4 separate regions of the Zea mays genome follow, and all the other regions are linked to region 3. A link is a contact called in public Hi-C data. All regions are on one chromosome and are shown on one strand. The core of a region is the stretch at or near the end of the contact, and the rest is flanking DNA. Distances in the headings are between cores, read along the strand shown.

Region 1 (4,066 bases), core at 963-3,462, 140 kb after region 3:
AGAAAGGGGAAATAAGAGTGTGCTGGACCTGGCTACCTCGCTGCCCGAGAAAGAGAAAAAATGAGCACACTATTGTGAAGAAATCGATGTAAATTGTGTTTAATGTGTTCCTATCCATTTGCTAAACTTGGAGAATAAATGAGGTTGATAGCAAGTAACTAAATTTAGCAAGGTTATTTAGGGAACTATTGGAGAAGCATTTTCCTGTTCACTTCTTAAATTTGTGATTTATAGAGTTGTTTAGAGAACTATTGAAGTTGCTCTCACTAGTAGAAAAGAGCTCTAAGATGGCGGCACACAGAAATTTATAGTGACGGTTTCAATAACAGCACGCCAGTGAAAATAAATAGATGGGCCCGCCTTAATGAACCGCCAGTGTAAATAAATTTAGCACTAGCGGGTTGGTTAAGAAAACCGTCGGTGAAAACATGATTTTCACTAGCGGTTTTCTTTAGCAGCCTGCCAGTGCTAATGTTATTTCCACTGGCGGGCTGCTAAAGAAATCCACCAGTGAAAATCATGTTTCCACATGTGGTTTTCTTAAGCAGTCCGCCAGTGCTAATGTTATTTCCACTGGTGGTTGCAAAACAACCGCCAGTGAAAAACGTCGATTTCTATTGGCCTCTATCACTGGCGGCCCTGAAAAACGCCAGTACAAATAGCTCTAGAACCGTTACTATAAAGCTTCTGTGTACTAGTGTCTAGTCCTCTTAATTGATAGCTATTTTTTTGGCACCGTTTAGTACGGCTTCTGCAGGAGCCACACCCGTTTCAGAGCACTCCCAAACAAGCTTTTAGCCTAGCTTAACAGTTAACACACATGGGTCAAAGCCTCATGCGTGCTGGCAATATAAGGGCATGACCTGCAGGTTCACTTTGCAACTATGCGACACAGACAAAATAGAAGTGGTAATCCTTGATGCTTCTCTATATATCTACCCCGGCCCGCTGCCCTTTGTCGTGTTCCTCTCCAATCCCCCTACCCCTTATGCGCTCTTTCCACGGGCTTTCCTGCGCACACGTGCATGCAACGATCGAACATGTTAGCTTCATCTGCTTCCCAGTTGTGTTTGTGTCTCAGCATCCCTACAGTCCTATACTCCTATGCTAGTGTGATTCATACATCCTCTGCATAGCATAGAACGTGCTACTATCTCTGCTGCTAAGTTTTTTTATATACTGTAGTATATCTGAGCCACTTGTCTTGTACTGTCCTATTTCGGTGCATACACCTGATTGGTTACCCGCACCATTCTATCTTGAATCATCGTGTGCGTTGACTTTGGCTGAGCGTCTGTTTGGTTGGCTGTACGCAAGGAATGTTGGTTGCATGAGTGGATGCAAAATAAGTCATTATAGGTCATTTAACTGCATCTGCACATTATGAGAGACCGGTATGCACGCCCTGGGTTAGTACCACCTCACCTAGTCAAGGGGGTCGTGGTGGCCTTATAAGGGCGGGCCTCTCTTCTCTCTCAGCCTAGGTTTTGAGAGTAAGGTGCTCGTCTGAATAGGTCGTCGCGAGCGCATGAACGTCCGACTGTGCCTCTTAGAGGGGTGGGATGTGCCTTTTAGAGCCATCCGTAGGGATGGCAATTTGACCCGTGGATTTGGATATCCGTCGGATATCCGACCCGACGGATCCAGATATGGATACGTGTATTTTTGGCCTAGCCCATATTACATAGCAAGGCTCGCATGCTTATAATAATTCTTTTATTAAGTTTTAATTGTGTATGATGGTGAATTAGGAAGAAATTTGACTAATTATGTTATTGAATTATTGAATAAATGATTGTGTCTGTCATATCCGACGAATATCCGAAACCCGTCCGAAATCCGATGGGCACGGACATAGATATAAATTTGTACCCACGGGTACGGTTACGGACGAATATTGGTAGCAACCGTGGATATGGTTGCAGGCGGATATTTGCAATATCCGATATGAATCCATTGCCATCCCTACAACGCCGAGGTACTTGACCGGGGACTCCGCAAGTGCCAGCGCACGCGATCGCCGCAGGTCCGCCGTTGTCTGGCCATCCCGGGACACCACCAGACACCACCCCGAATCCCGCCGCGTCGGCGTCGGTGACCCTGCCCCACCGCGCGGTGACGAGGTGGTCCCGCGGCCACGTTTGCGCCCGGTGGCGGTGCTAGCCTGTGGCAGCAGCCTCTATAAAAGACTAGTGCAGCAGACTGGGACGCATCGGCATTCACGACTCACGAGCTCCAATCAGTTATCAGTCTCTAGCTATCCTGTCTGCTTGCTTCTGGACCATCGATGGAGGCCTACGCGGCAACGGCGTCGCCACCCACGACGACAGCCATGTGTGTGGACAAGCTCAGCCACCAGCTCTTCTCCCTGCTCGAGACCAGACTCCTGGGCGGGTGGTGCCCGTCCGTCCCCGGGACGCCGGCGCGGGCGCTCCTCGACGGCGGCCGCGTGCGGGTGCTCGCCATCGACGGCTGCGGCGCGGGCGCAGAGGACGCGCTCCTGGCCGCCGCGGCGCTTGCGAGGCTCGAGGCCAGGCTGCGCGACCGCACGGGGGACCCCGACGCGCGCGTCGCGGACTTCTTCGACGTGGCCGCGGGCGCCGGCGCGGGAGGCGTCCTCGCCGCGATGCTGCTCCTGAGGGGCGCCGACGGCCGGCCGCGGTACTCGGCGCAGGAGGCTCTGGCGTTCGTCGCCGGGAGCGTCGGGACCAAAGGCTGGTGCGGCCGGCGCGGGCGGTGGGCGAAGCTCTTCCGCCGCGGTTCCCGAGGCGGCGACCGCACGCTCCGCCGCGTGTTCGGGGACGCCACGCTGAGGGACACCGTCGCGCCGCTGCTCGTGCCGTGCTACGACCTCGCCACGGCCGCGCCCTTCGTGTTCTCGCGCGCCGACGCCGTCGAGAGCGACACCTTCGACTTCCGCCTGCGCGACGTCTGCGCCGCCGCCTGCGCCGCGGGCGGCGCGGTCGCGCCAGTCAGGTCGGTGGACGGCCTCACGGCCGTCGCCGCGGCGTCCGGGGGCGTGGCGGCCATGTGCAACCCGGCCGGGACCGCCATCACGCACGCGCTCCACAACAAGCAGGAGTTCCCCCTCGCCACCGGCGTCGACGACCTCCTCGTGCTCTCCATCGGCGCCGGCGCCTCCGCCGCCAACGGTTCGAGCACGCCGATGCCCGCACGCTCTCCGTCGCCGCGGGAGCTGGCGCGCGTAACCGCCGAGGGCGTCGCGGACATGGTGGACGAATCATTGGGCATGGCGTTCGGGCGCGCGCGCGGAAGCAACTACGTGCGCATCCAGGCCGGTAAGGCGCTGGTCCCGATCCGCACCGACGAAGCGTCCGTGGCCGCCGAAGCGATGCTAGCGCAGCGGAACGTGGAGTCGGTGCTGTTCCGCGAGCGGAGGCTGTCGGAGCGGACGAACGCCGAGAAGGTGGACGCGCTGGCCGCGGAGCTGGTCAAGGAGCAGGAGCGGCGGAGGCGCAGCCCGCTTCCGAACGTGGCTATCAAACAGGTCGGCACACCGGCGCGGCTGTCGTCCGCGACCACTGCTTCGTCGGGCACTGGGACGGCCAGGACGGCGTCGACGATGCCGTCGCCGGCGTCATGGGAGTCACGCAGGTAGTAGTTGGGTTGATTTTAGGCCGTAATTGACGTGTGTACATGCATATATGGAATGCAAAGCTAGGAGTGGGGTGTGTAAGTGTGTTGTTTTTCTTCTTGGAACGGACGCTCACACGTGCGGTTCGGAAATGGAATTTCGGATGGCTCACTCAACCCTGCGTGCAACTCTTCACGTTTCTAGCAAAACGCATAAAAAAGCGCTGGCTGTCATCCTACCTTAAATCCACGGAATCTCTTTTCTTTCATCTCTATTTGCGTGTTCGCACACACACTGCTGGAAGGGACATCTCATTACTACATGTTCGCAACGTTCTATCAAGCAAATCAGAAAAACAACAACAGGGTGAACTTCAGGATGATACACTCTACCATTGAAGGAATTTAAGCTGCATGGCAGAACATTTACTTAGTCCAGTGGAACTGCCACACCCACTCTCTGACTGCAAAT
Region 2 (3,848 bases), core at 918-3,417, 190 kb before region 3:
CTCGTCCTCCGACGGCGTCAGGAACTCCCTGGAGGCCATCTGGACGACGTCGACGTCGTCCGCCGGAACGGCGACGACGTTGCTCGGGCCGGCACCTGCCGCGTCGGCGCCACCGCCGTAGGCGGCGCTGCCATGGGCGGCGTACGGCGCCTGCTGCCACATGACGCTGTTGTCGATGAAGGGGTACGTGAGCAGCTGGTTGGCGGTGGCGTAGGAAGCCTGCTGGTGCTGGTAGTGATCGTGCTCCATCATCTGCGGCACAGGCGCCGCCATTCCCCCCATCGGAGCCATAAGCCGCATCGTCGCCGCCGGCGCGCCGCCGTAGTAGGCGTTGAGGTCCAGGTGCAGGAACGGCGCCACGATGTCGGAGCTCATGCCCCCCTGCAGCTCGGCCGGCGCGGGCGACGACGACGACGCGCCCAGGTACAGCCCCATGGCGGTCATCTGGTCAAAGCTGCCGGGCGGCGCGGCGGCGGACGCTGGGCTGCTGATCACCTCGCCGTACGAGTACGACCCGAGGTTGTAGGACGACGGGGGGGAGTCCTCGGCCGCCGGCGGGGTCTGGTCGGCGCCGGCGCCGTCGGCGAGGTCAGGGTACAGGCTGCGGATGTACTCCTCCAGGACGGACCACTGCCCGGCCGGCACCTGCTGCGCGTTGCTCTTCTTCTTCAGCCGGCGCTTGGCCTTGAGGCTCCGCTTGGTGGCGTTCCAGTGGTTCTTCACGGCGTTCTCGGAACGCCCGGGCAGGAACGTGGCGATGGTCGACCAGTGGTTGCCGCACCGCTTGTGCGCCTTGATCAGCGCCATGTCGTCTTCTTCAGTCCACACGCTCTTCTGTTAATTATTTTTGTTGCATTGCATGTCAGAGAAGAAAAGCAAGCAAACGGTGCGCAGCAGCAGCTCAAAAGATCCAAATAAAGCACACTAGGTTGGTTAATCGACGATCAGAATGCCCCATCGGTGGTCACAAACTTGGCATGTATATGCGCATACATATATAACCACAGATAAGCTAGAAAAAATGAATAATATTCTCCACGGCAATCAATCCGGCCGTGGCTAATTATATTGCCACAGTTAGTGGGCAGAGTAAAAACACATGCAACTCCCACTAATTCTTACCGAGTTAATGCCCCCACTTTCGAATCTAGACCAAAATTTAGCAGGATTTGTTTACGTAGGAATTAAAGGCAAAGAAAAATCCCCCCCCTCGCGAATCATGTGTGGGGAGAGCGAGGGGATATCGCTCCCCCAAGCCACAGCTACACTACACTGCACACAGATCGAATTCAAAGCTTCCATCCACGCATCAAGATCTGAGAGATCGAATGAGAAGATGGATCGATCGAAAAAAGAGAATACGCACCTTGAGGTCGGGGCGCAGGTGGTTGGTCCATCTCTCGCGGCACTGCTTGCCCACCCTGCCGGGGAGCGACTGCGCTATCACCGCCCACTTCCGGTCGCCGTGCTTCATCACCATCTCCCTGAGGACTCTGCAAAGCGAGCAACCACGGATCGAGCAAGCGCGCGGCCGGCCGCCGGCACACGTTCAGCAGCCACGACCAAACACTCTCCTTACTTGCACCGAATCGAAACAAAAGGGAACGAGAAAAAAAAAGGAGCAGAAGAATGAGAACTCAGGGGAGCAAGTACTCACACGTCCTCCGCCTCGGTCCAGGGGCCCTTGTGGTGCTGCGCCCTATGCCCGCCGATGCCACCGCCCGCGTGGGGCGGCAGCTGCTGCTGAGCCCCGCTCCAGGCGGCGCGCAGGGCGCTGGACATGATGCCGCCGTACCCGGCGGACGCCGCCGCCAGGGCTCCTCCGGGCAGCACCATGCCAGGCGGCGCCTGCATCCCGAGGCGGCCGACCAGGAGGGAGGCCATGCCGGCGGGCATCGTCATGCCCGTGCCCGGGATCACCTGCTGATGAGAAGAAGCAGCGCCGGCGTTACCTGCGTGCACGCCGCCAGCAGCCGTCACGTCCTGGTGGCCGAAACGCACCGAGCTCCCGGACTCCATTCCCGGCTCGCGTCTTGGTCGAGGTTACGGACAATGGCGAGCGAGGGGGAATTGCAGAGAGGCCCCCCAGCTAGAATTTCTCTGCTGGGGAGAGAAGAATGTGGACAGGAGGAAGAAGCAGCGGGGAAGGGAGAAGAAAGGGCCACTGGGCACCGGGCTTGCAAGTTAGGAGTGTGGGCCGATCCGGGGAGGAAGTTATATAGCGGGCCCGCGCGGCCACTGCCGTCCATCCTCGCCGCATCCAACGGTCAGCGTCCAGGGCTCTGGGTGACCTTCCAACTCTCCATCAATATTCGTGCGGTAGAGGACAAGGGGAGTTGAGGTGGCTCCTTGTCACCACTCCACATCACTGCGCCTACCATACGAGTGCAGCGTGGTAAGCGCAGGAGCGGGATGGGCCCCACTTGTCAGCACTGCTACAGATGTCTTGGACCGGCTGGTTTTTATTACTGTGGATGGATATATAGATGCAATATGGATATACTGTCGATCCAATAGCGCGTGGGAGCAGAAGCAGATTTTGTGCATCCTGTTCTTGGACACACAGTTTGCACCCCCAGAGTGAGGTACCAATACTACCATTGCAAGGGTTGTTGATCCAATGGCTTGGGGAGAAAAAAAACACTGCATGTGAAATGTAATCTTGATGCATTTGAGTCGTGTAAACAATCTCTTGCAAATGCAGGGAAAAGCTACATACCAAAGACCCAAATGGTTCCGACTCTTCCCCGGATCCCGCGCAAGTGGGAGCACATGCAACGGGCTCTATTTGGCGCGAAATTCAGTTTTTTCATGTCACGACAACACGTAGATTCGGCGAATTTAAAGGAAAAAGCGACCGTTAAGCCTACATATGGGGAAACGTCATCCATCGGTACGGATGAGAGGCGTGGAACGACAATTGATTTGCGGTTACTTGATAAAACCGCAACGTATTTGTAAAATATTCGTGCCCGCCTTATGTATAACACTATTATATAAGATAGAGCGGCTAGTCGCTCCTATTTATTTTAGCAAAAGTTGTATTTTGTCGGTTTGGCCCTAACGATTGCCATGTGGCCATATGTGGATGAAGAAAGGTATATATGGGAGCTATAGCTCATTAATGATATATCTATGGGGTAATATAAATGTGGATATTGTTTGCAAAATTTTGAATTACATGTCATAAAGTTCTGAATTAAGACTTAACCAGACTTATAGGGTATGGTGGTGCAAAGCAAAATATTGATATAATATAGTAAGTAAAGCCAAGGATTTTCTCTCTCAAAACTCATCATCTTTTCATCCATTAAAACTGTAGAAGTTCTCTTGTCGTTTTTAAATGGGAAAGGGCCACCTAGATATTACTCAAATGTTTCCTTTTGATGTTGTCATCATGGAATTTTAGATCAAGAGTTGGGGAACAACTAATTAATCAAATGCGTTTTTATGCAAACACCGTCGAGATTGACTTTATTCTTTTTCTGGACCACAATCTAAGTTTTTCCTTTGTTTTCAGTGACAATAACACTCATTGACATTTTGTTGCATTACAACCATTTCTTCTTTAGCAGTATCAAAGAAAGACATCAAAAGGATTGATTGGATAGCTAGAGGTGTGAATAGCCTTTTAAAAATTCTACAAGCCACAACACTAATAAACTTGTTAGACATAAAGATGGCCTAAGTAAACAATACTCAATTCTGATCTATCAAGAACACCCTACTCAAAAGCAAAACTAAGCAACTACAAAGCCAAACAAGTAAGATCCTGCACAACTCTAGTGACCGCAAATAACAAGCTAAGTCCTAGAGCACTAAAACTAGTTGAAAATAGCTACTACTCA
Region 3 (4,105 bases), core at 960-3,459:
ATGAAAACCCGAACCATTGTTGAGAAAATAGAATCAAACACCAGGCCTTGAGTCTTTACCCAACGTGAGAGATCTCTAGGATTCCAAGTGTGTCCCATACTCCCATGTCAGTTGTGATGGAAAAACCAACGGAGAAAAATCCTTCGTCACAAATCGACGATGAAACCACTAAAAACAGGGTTTGCTCAAAATTAGCATAAAAATCATCCAAAACATCCTTCTGATCTGAGGACCAATCGAAACATCACAGAAGCTACCCATGCTGCCGAAGAGCCCAAAGGCTGGCTCGGCCAGCTTATGACGGCCTGTGACGACGCAATTGCTGCCCTTCGCATGAATCCGCTGGAGTTCCGTCGGTGATGTGTAGGCGACTAGCTACTGGGTTTACTTCTCTCCTCAAACCTGGGAAATTACTCAAACCTGGGAAATTAATATTACCTCCGTTTTTTTATATTTGTCGCTGTGCAGTTCAAGTTTGAACTAAACAGCGTCAAATAAAAAAAATCAGAGGGAGTAGTACAATCACAACGATCTCCAGCAAACAACGGTAACCTCGTAATTGTCGCTAAAAAAATTATTGTCTTTGGTGTGAAATAACGAGATCACTCTTAGTACTCTATCCATAGCAAAATTTCTCCAATAAAAAACTATAATGACAAGCATGACAAAAGGTCACTGTCGGAATTGAAGAAAGCAAACTCTTGCTCGCCCCCCAAAGGCCAAAACACGCACAAATTCCAGCCACCCAGATTATGCTATATGAAGCTTTAAAATATAACACACTTCGGATTAAAACCAGCTGTTTCGACTGCTGCAGCTGCAATACATAGAGACAAAACACTGTAGAAGCAATAGAAACCGTTTTAGATTAAAGTCAAGCGAACAGCATATCCATGCAATGCTGCCGGTACACATAACTAAACTCACTGTTCATAGCACCAAGACACAAGCTGCTTAGTGTAGCTTGCCGCCAAAATGATCCTACATATATAAAGGATACAATGTCTTGGGGTACCTATATATATAAGACTAAAACATAGGAGGACTTTGTCAAGATTTGCTGTTACACGCCACCTCTTTTTAGTTCAAGTCGGAACAAATTTGGAGAACAGTTCTTTCAGAAGGCTGGGACAGCTAACTGTCAGGTGGTCAAACCCATCTGTTTCCATGAATGCACCAAGAGTCGCAGCGGAGCTTAGTAACGCGAAGCACGCATCCTTAAGCCCATGGCAGTTGTGCTTTTCAGCTAAAGCCAGGATGGTCGCAGCGGAGCCCGTATCGATATACCTGCACAGCTTATCTTCACAGATCAACTTCAGCCTCTCCAGGTCATACCGGTCAGCGGCGACGAGCAGATGCTGGGCCATCGCACATCCCTCCCCATCCTTCGTCTCTGGCAGGGTGTCCGTGTAGATGAAGGTGAGCAGCGCGTCGAACACCTCCGGCTCCATGTCGTCAATGCGTATGGCGTTGGTGGTTGTGCTCTCTCTCATCGGACCAAAGAGCTCGGCTTTGAACACCGGCGACCGTGTCGAGAGAACAAGCCGATGGGCGGAGAATGTCTGCCCGCCGATTCGGAATTTGACGTCGGCGCCTTCCTTGCTCAGCAGGAGATCAGCGTAGTGCCGGTGCATGTCGGACGGCGGCACGACCACTGACGGCATTGCCACGGTTTGGATGTCGCTCATGATGGTCACATCGAACCTGACGGTGAAGGAGTCATCCCTGAGATGCTCGGATTCCTCCAGAGCTTTCCTCTCGATGAACTCTGGGTATCCCCAGCTCCCTTTCTCAGCGAAGTCCACGAATGTTGTGACTTGGGTGTACGACGGCACCGGCTCCCCGTCCTGGTCGAGTAAACTGATGGTGACCTGCGCCTTCACTGCCTTGCCGGCTACTGCACCATGCATAGTGAGAAACAACGATATGAAGTTGACGTTGTCGGCGGAGTTCCCATTGGGGTAATACTGCACGAACCAGGTGTGGCCTCCCAGGCAGAAATGGCGGGACTTGATGACCTGGCAATTGGGGACCTCCTTAGTGCGGGAATAGAACACGATCTTAAGCACGTGGGAGCCGGTCACAGCGCCGGCGACGATGGCGGAGTGGGAGCCGTTGCCGCTCCCACTATAGCCAGCGGCGGGACAGGGAGAAGATCCCGGCATGGACGGCAACAACGTAGGGCACTGGCGGCGGCGCGCCTCGATCGGTTGGGTCGGGTGGGCGGCGGCAGCGGAGGGGGGATTGGGAGGGTTTTGCCGGTTCTACTTCTACCGTTTTGCCTTTTTTATCACGGAGAAAACTGTTGGATCCTCTGGCAGTCTGGCGTGCTAGGAGATCGTACCAAGCCCACTCGTCGTGCGGCCCATGGTCGGGTCCGACGACTACCGGGCCTGTGTCAGCCCAGCCTGAGGCCCGTGTCGTGTTAAGCTGCAGGAAAGGTCTACGATGCAAGCATCAAGCACGAACTATCTCGACTATTTTAATGCAGCACTTTAATACATGCATGGATTCGTGTGTTGTACGTAGGGATGTGAATATAGGGTCAACTTTTTCGACCAGCACGAGCACGACCTGAAAACAGGAGCCTAAAGCACAGCTTAGTATAAAATAACATGGACATGACTACCACGATCTAAAGGCGGGTGGGTTTGGACCGGGCCTCAAATTCCGACCTGTCGGACCCTGACACAGCTCGCACAGATGAGTCAGGCTTGGGCCGACACGGCCTAATGAAGCCCATGTTGTTTAATTTTTTAAATTAGTAAGTTATAGACTTTATATTATTGTGATATTTAGATTTTATATGGTCAAATGATGTTTGTATTGTTTAATATCTTTAATTTATTAAGCTATTGGCTTTACATGGTTGCGATATTTTGATTTTATGTGGTCAAATATATGGGTCGGACTTGGACCGACACGATCCAATAAAGACACGACGTAATTAGGGCTAGGCCGGAGTACACTTTAGACTGACACGGCACAACCTAAAAAAATTTAGGCTTTCTTAGCCCGAACCCGTTTAGCACGAAGCACGATGAGCTCGAGCTGGCCTGGTCCGGCCCGTTCCTATTCTTAACACTAGTCGTACGTCCCTGATCCACAAGCGCGCGAGCGCGTCGCACCCTACCTCTGAGCACGATAAACACCGCAACCGCTAGTAGAAATCCAATAATACCAAAGGCCTCGCTGCACCTCAACCCTCATCCCGCCTCTCGCAATGTTTGCTATGGTCGTGTCTAGTGCTGGGAATCTGGGCCGGGCTTTTCGGGCCAGCACGAGCACGGCCCGAAAATAAGAGCCCAAAGCACGGCCCAGCACGAAATAATATGGGCCGGGCTAGCACGGCCTAAAGGCGGGCTTGGGCCGGGCCTCAAATTCCGACCCGTCGGGCCCCGGCACGGCCCGCATAGATTGGCCGGGCTTGGGCCGGCACGGCCCAAATAAGCCCAATCTATTTAATTTCTTTAATTTAGTAAGATATCGACTTTATATTGTTGTTATATTTGAAGTTTATGTGGTTAAATGATGTTATAATTGTTTAATATCTTTAATTTAGTAAGCTATGAACTTTATATGGTTATAATATTTTCATTTTATATGGTCAAATATACGGGCCGGGCTTGGGCCGGCACGGCCCAACGAAAGCACGACGTGGTTTAGGGCCGGACCACTGTTTTTACACTTCGGTCTGGCACGACACGGCCCAAAAATTGTTTGGGCTTTCCTAGCCCGAACTCGTTTGGCACGAAGCACGACGGGCTTGGGCCGGGCTGGCCCGGCCCGGCCCAATTCCCAGCACTAGTCGTGTCCCAAGCCTCGCTGCAGCCTGCATGCATGAAGGCGTGGTAGATTCCGTGAGCACGACGTAAGCGGACCGACCTGGTGGCTCCTCGTCGACTCGTCGTCTTCGCGGGGTAGAGATGGATTAGGCTAGTTCTAGCAAGTCTCTGGAGCCTCCTTTACCCTAAATATAAAGAATCAAACGGTACTCTACGCTCTACAGCAGTGTCCTATAAACTGTTCTCTAAATTTATAGAACACTGCTAGATTCTCTATATATAGAGTTTCTCTAAACGATACTCTATCTATTTGAATACTT
Region 4 (4,333 bases), core at 1,431-3,930, 170 kb after region 3:
TTGTTTACCGCAATCAGCTAATCAAGTACACAGATTTCATTTTGTTTCGTTGTAATTTCTGTAAGGACGCCCACATCAAACACTTAACTGAATATTCAGAAAATTTGTTTCTGCAAAGAGTGAATCTCTAATTCTCTATTAGAGAATTGTATTCTTTGTAGTTAGTACTTACACAAGAATACCATGTAGTAGATCTCGTCTTAAATTATTCCATGCTTTCTTTGTAGGCACAATACGAACTGCAGTTTCCAATACTCATAGAGTTACTGAAAGCAGTGGAGCGAGGGGAAGCAATGTATCATATGTGAAACTGTCAACTTGGAGTTCAAAGAAATTGTTTCTATGTACGGTGGGCCTGAGGAGAACACCAGAGTAAGACATTTGTTGAAACAACTTACATAACTTATGTTACATAGCTAATTTGATTTCTCAAGGCCCGTGAGTTGGTGTATTTATAATAATATTATATATTTATATCGTTAATATAATATTAGTGGTACAATAATATTTTATCACACTGTTTTTTTATATCATAGTGATGTTTGTCGTTCCGTATTTATGTTTTATACTAACTTTTAGCTCTTGTGACAACGCACGGGCACATACCTAGTTATGATCAGAATTTGGGTAAACGTCATAAAATTTAATACGCTTCGGACGTCTCCAGAGTCATAAGGACCTTAGACATTTCAAGAACCATGAGCGTCCTCAGACATTTTTAATATATGTCTAACATTATAATAAAATAAAATAATGTATGAGGTCATATGTCTATTAAATCTAACAACCACTATATTAAGTCTCTTATTAATTACTCGTGTTGCATGTGTAGATTCGTTTTTTTGTGACATGGATTTGTATGTTTTGGAATTCTCGACATAAGAAACCAATAAATTAGTCCCATATCTTGCCTTCGAACAAACTAGCTAGAGAGGGGTCGAGTCGTGGAGGGTACGTGGTCTAGAAAAGCCTTTGAGCAGCAAAAACTCCAATCGACGACGAATATCTTGTATTTCACCTTAAACTAGTTAGTTGTCCGTGCATCGCTACGGTTTCAATATATATTGTTTCTATAAATTATGGTTCAAATCCCGGGAGCTGCGAAGTGCATATGAAGCATAATCAGACACCAGCTAATGCTGAAATATAAAAGCACTACGTGTCTATGCGTGTACGCCAACGGAATACACAAACCTGAATAAGTTTTTCTACTTGTGTTTATTACTCTAGATGGCAAAAGGGCCTTTAGCCGAGTTGATTAGGAGACCTGAGTAACAATCATTAGGTCTTGAGTTCGAATTCTAGTGGGAGCGAATTTTAGGGTGAGGTTAAAAAATGTCACTCACTGGTTACTATGGTCGTGTGCAACGAGATTGGCTGACCTATAGGGCATGGATCCTCGTTAGAGATGGCAATGAGTACCCAAATATCCGACGGGTTTTACCCGATATAAAGGCGAGTATGGAGTGATTTCTGTACTCAGGGTATGTTAATGGGCAAGAACCTCTACCCGTTGGGTAGACGGGTACAGGTTGGTACTATCCATACCCGTTATCCATGGATAAAATATACCTGTCTACCTATCTTAGCTAAAATAAAACCCTTCTCTAGGTATCATTTGTCTAGCTACTAAGCTATGTAATCATATGATTTGTTATGTATGATGTTAAACTTGTTTTTGTATGTTTATTTAATATTTTAAGTGATTAGTATATTGAATTTAAGACTTTCCTAGCGGGTATGGATTACCCGACGAGCAAAATTAACTGCGCGGGTACGAGTATGGGTAAGATTTTATACCCACGAGCATATATGGGTAACTCGATTGTTAGAATTTTTATAGATACGGATATGGAATGGTACTACCCGACGGATATGTACTCGTTGCCATCCCTAATCCTCGTAGCACGGGTAAGATCTAGCCTATAAGGGACGGACCCTCAAGTTGTACGGGAAACCAGCTTTCGTGACTTTTTCCAGTCGAGACTACGTTTGAAATTCTTCTTGATATAATACCATGGGGACGTTTTTTTTCTCCACCGGCCGAATTTATGAATCTAGATGAAGTGCTCGATGTTATTCTATTTCTCTGATCCATGACTGCAAGATAAAATCACATCCGGTGGTTTCCTGCAGATAGTAATTTTGTCTCATGTAAAACAATCCTGACCTCTGATCATTTAAAAAAAAAGTGTGCATGTGCTATGTTCACTTACATTCAGAGAGAACGTCTAGCTGCTTGCAACAATGGAGCAACCGAAGTTCAGTACGTACACTTGGGCACTCACCGTGCTACGACGGATGTTGCATGTTCATACACTTGTGCTATATGGTTGCTATATGGTGCATGCGCGTGAGAATAGTCGTCGTGGTTAGGGTTGGAAGAAAAGCTCGAAGCTCACGAGACGATTCAAGCTCGGGGTGGCTCACGAGTCTCAAGTAAGCCGAGCCTCATTTTCGAGCTCGCTGATCCACCCACCGAACCAAATCAGCTCGTTCTGGCTCGCGACCTCAACTCCTTCCAGCCCTAACACAGTAACGACGAGATGGCAACTAAAACCTCCGGCTCGTTTCCAATCCTAGTCGTGGTGAGGACGAGATGGCAACTAAAACCTCTGGTTCTATACCAACGTGCATCGCCTCGCTTGCTGTCGTCAAATGCCGACGTGGCAACGCGTGCATTCTAGGACGATGGACGCACCGCCGGCCTGCGCATCCGTCGACCTGAGCTGTGACTACCGCTTGGCCTACGCTTGAGTGGATATTATTTTGTTCCCGTTACAAATCACATCACGAGCATGATCCTGCTAGATATAAAGCAATACTACAAAACACAACTGCGACGAACAGATCTAGTCAATCAGCATATGTATAATGCTAAAGGTTCGACGAATACACATACAGACGGTCGAAGAAACGACCAACCCGTCAAGCATAAAGTTACGACCACGGAAGCAACCTACAGCCAACTCTCACTCGGTTAAGATTCTCCGGCGAGCAGGGTTCCGATCTAGGAGCACCAACAGTCGATAGGAGTTAAGATTCCTTTTGTGATGTGTTGCTTCAAGAAGTTTTTGCCGGCTCATCGCTAATTGGCAGATCATCTTCGTCATGGTAGATGTTCTCAGCCATCTGCCATATCTGGAGGATGTTGTCCTCAGCGACGCTAGCAACCACCCAGTCCTCGCAGGGGTTCCAGGAGAAATCAGAGATCTTGCTGGTATGGCCTCCATGGATGAACATGAGCTCTGGAGGACCATCTTCAGCATCCTCTGGTGTTTGTTCTTGGTCGATCCTGTGATATAGCAAAGCAAATAACAAAAATCAATCCCAACCGTATCGTGTTATCTGTACTTCAGCAATAATGTAGGGAGCACGGACAGCACAGAAAAAAATCGCAAAAAACACCACTTTGGCCGTCGTACGAACTATTAACATCCAGAAGATACAGCGCACCAGTGGAAAAGAAAACTATGCTCAGTTTGTATGTCGATATTGGAGGACATGGAATTGAATTGGGTTCACTGAATTGGAGTTTAAAATTGTGCGGTCCAATTCCACACAATTTAAAGGGGAGAGCGTGCAATTCAAATGGGAGACGCTCTGTATTGAGAGAGGGAGTTTCTAGTTATAGTCCCATTCCAGGAATTTGGGTCTCTGATTCCAAATCACAATTTTATGTGCAACCAAACAACAGAATTCAGTAAAGCTGATTCCAATTCCCAATTCTATGCTCCAATATCAACATCCAAACAGGATATAAGGGTAACAAAATGAGGATATCGTGAATGTTTGTATTGCTTACCTGCTTAGATCCCAGACCATGAGCCTTCTGCCCAGACAACAGGATGCAAGTACAGTTTCATTCTTTGGACTCCATCCAACTTGAAAAACTTCCTCTCTGATTACACCAAGGTATTGAAACATTAATGTCAAACTAGAAATATAACATCCATAGAAACATTCAATACTTCAGAAAGTTCCTTAGGCAGTAAAAACAAACAGTAGCTATGAACAGAAGAAAAACAGTGGAAACATACTTGTGACAGTCAAAGGTGTGCAGAGAAGTATCAATCTTCCTAAGATCAAATAATTTGACAGTCTTGTCAGTAGAACCAGTTGCAACAACCCATTCATTGAACGGGTTAAAAGCCAGGCAGTTCACCTATAAATAAAGAAGCAAACATCAATAAACAAGATTCTTGTCATTGAACTCTCAGGAATCATGAGCTTAGAGCAAGGTTCAATAAAATCCCACCCACTGGCTTTCCGATGCAATGATGGGTTCCAATCTTACTACACGAAAATTTAGAACATCTTCATTTTCAACACC

The links. A called contact is a pair of places that touch in the nucleus more often than the background predicts.
Region 1: a contact with region 3 is called in a Hi-C map of ear, with 5 times the contacts expected there. The contact joins the promoter of LOC100384312 here to the promoter of LOC100192984 in region 3. A contact is called at or near these places in 12 of 25 Hi-C or Micro-C datasets (bundle sheath, ear, endosperm and 5 more) and 2 of 3 datasets of contacts at active chromatin or transcription factors (leaf and seedling).
Region 2: a contact with region 3 is called in a Hi-C map of leaf, with 1.8 times the contacts expected there. The contact joins the promoter of LOC100193638 here to the promoter of LOC100192984 in region 3. A contact is called at or near these places in 2 of 25 Hi-C or Micro-C datasets (leaf and tassel).
Region 4: a contact with region 3 is called in a Hi-C map of ear, with 1.7 times the contacts expected there. The contact joins the enhancer-like site here to the promoter of LOC100192984 in region 3. A contact is called at or near these places in 2 of 25 Hi-C or Micro-C datasets (ear and endosperm).

What each region holds. Positions count from the first base shown.
Region 1 is chr1:258,180,078-258,184,143 of Zm-B73-REFERENCE-NAM-5.0, reverse strand. LOC100384312 reads left to right here and starts at 2,212. Exons shown (of 1, transcript NM_001176867.3): 1 at 2,212-3,862. The coding sequence starts at 2,288. The coding sequence ends at 3,619.
Region 2 is chr1:258,507,516-258,511,363 of Zm-B73-REFERENCE-NAM-5.0, reverse strand. LOC100193638 (MYB-type transcription factor) reads right to left here and starts at 2,167. Exons shown (of 3, transcript NM_001138737.1): 1 at 1,658-2,167; 2 at 1,367-1,493; 3 at 1-834. The coding sequence starts at 2,019.
Region 3 is chr1:258,320,940-258,325,044 of Zm-B73-REFERENCE-NAM-5.0, reverse strand. LOC100192984 (Speckle-type POZ protein) reads right to left here and starts at 2,209. Exons shown (of 1, transcript NM_001138156.1): 1 at 845-2,209. The coding sequence starts at 2,165. The coding sequence ends at 1,086.
Region 4 is chr1:258,151,913-258,156,245 of Zm-B73-REFERENCE-NAM-5.0, reverse strand. LOC542545 (MSI type nucleosome/chromatin assembly factor C) reads right to left here. Exons shown (of 6, transcript NM_001112086.2): 4 at 4,041-4,165; 5 at 3,806-3,901; 6 at 2,792-3,295. The coding sequence ends at 3,064. It also overlaps the pseudogene LOC103645467. Among protein-coding and RNA genes, the nearest start is that of LOC542545, 9.8 kb to the right of the region's middle. Within about 2 kb of position 2,680, at least 7 of the 20 cell types and tissues checked have an H3K27ac peak or open chromatin away from gene starts, as enhancers often do. A contact at or near this core is called in ear, where this site is marked.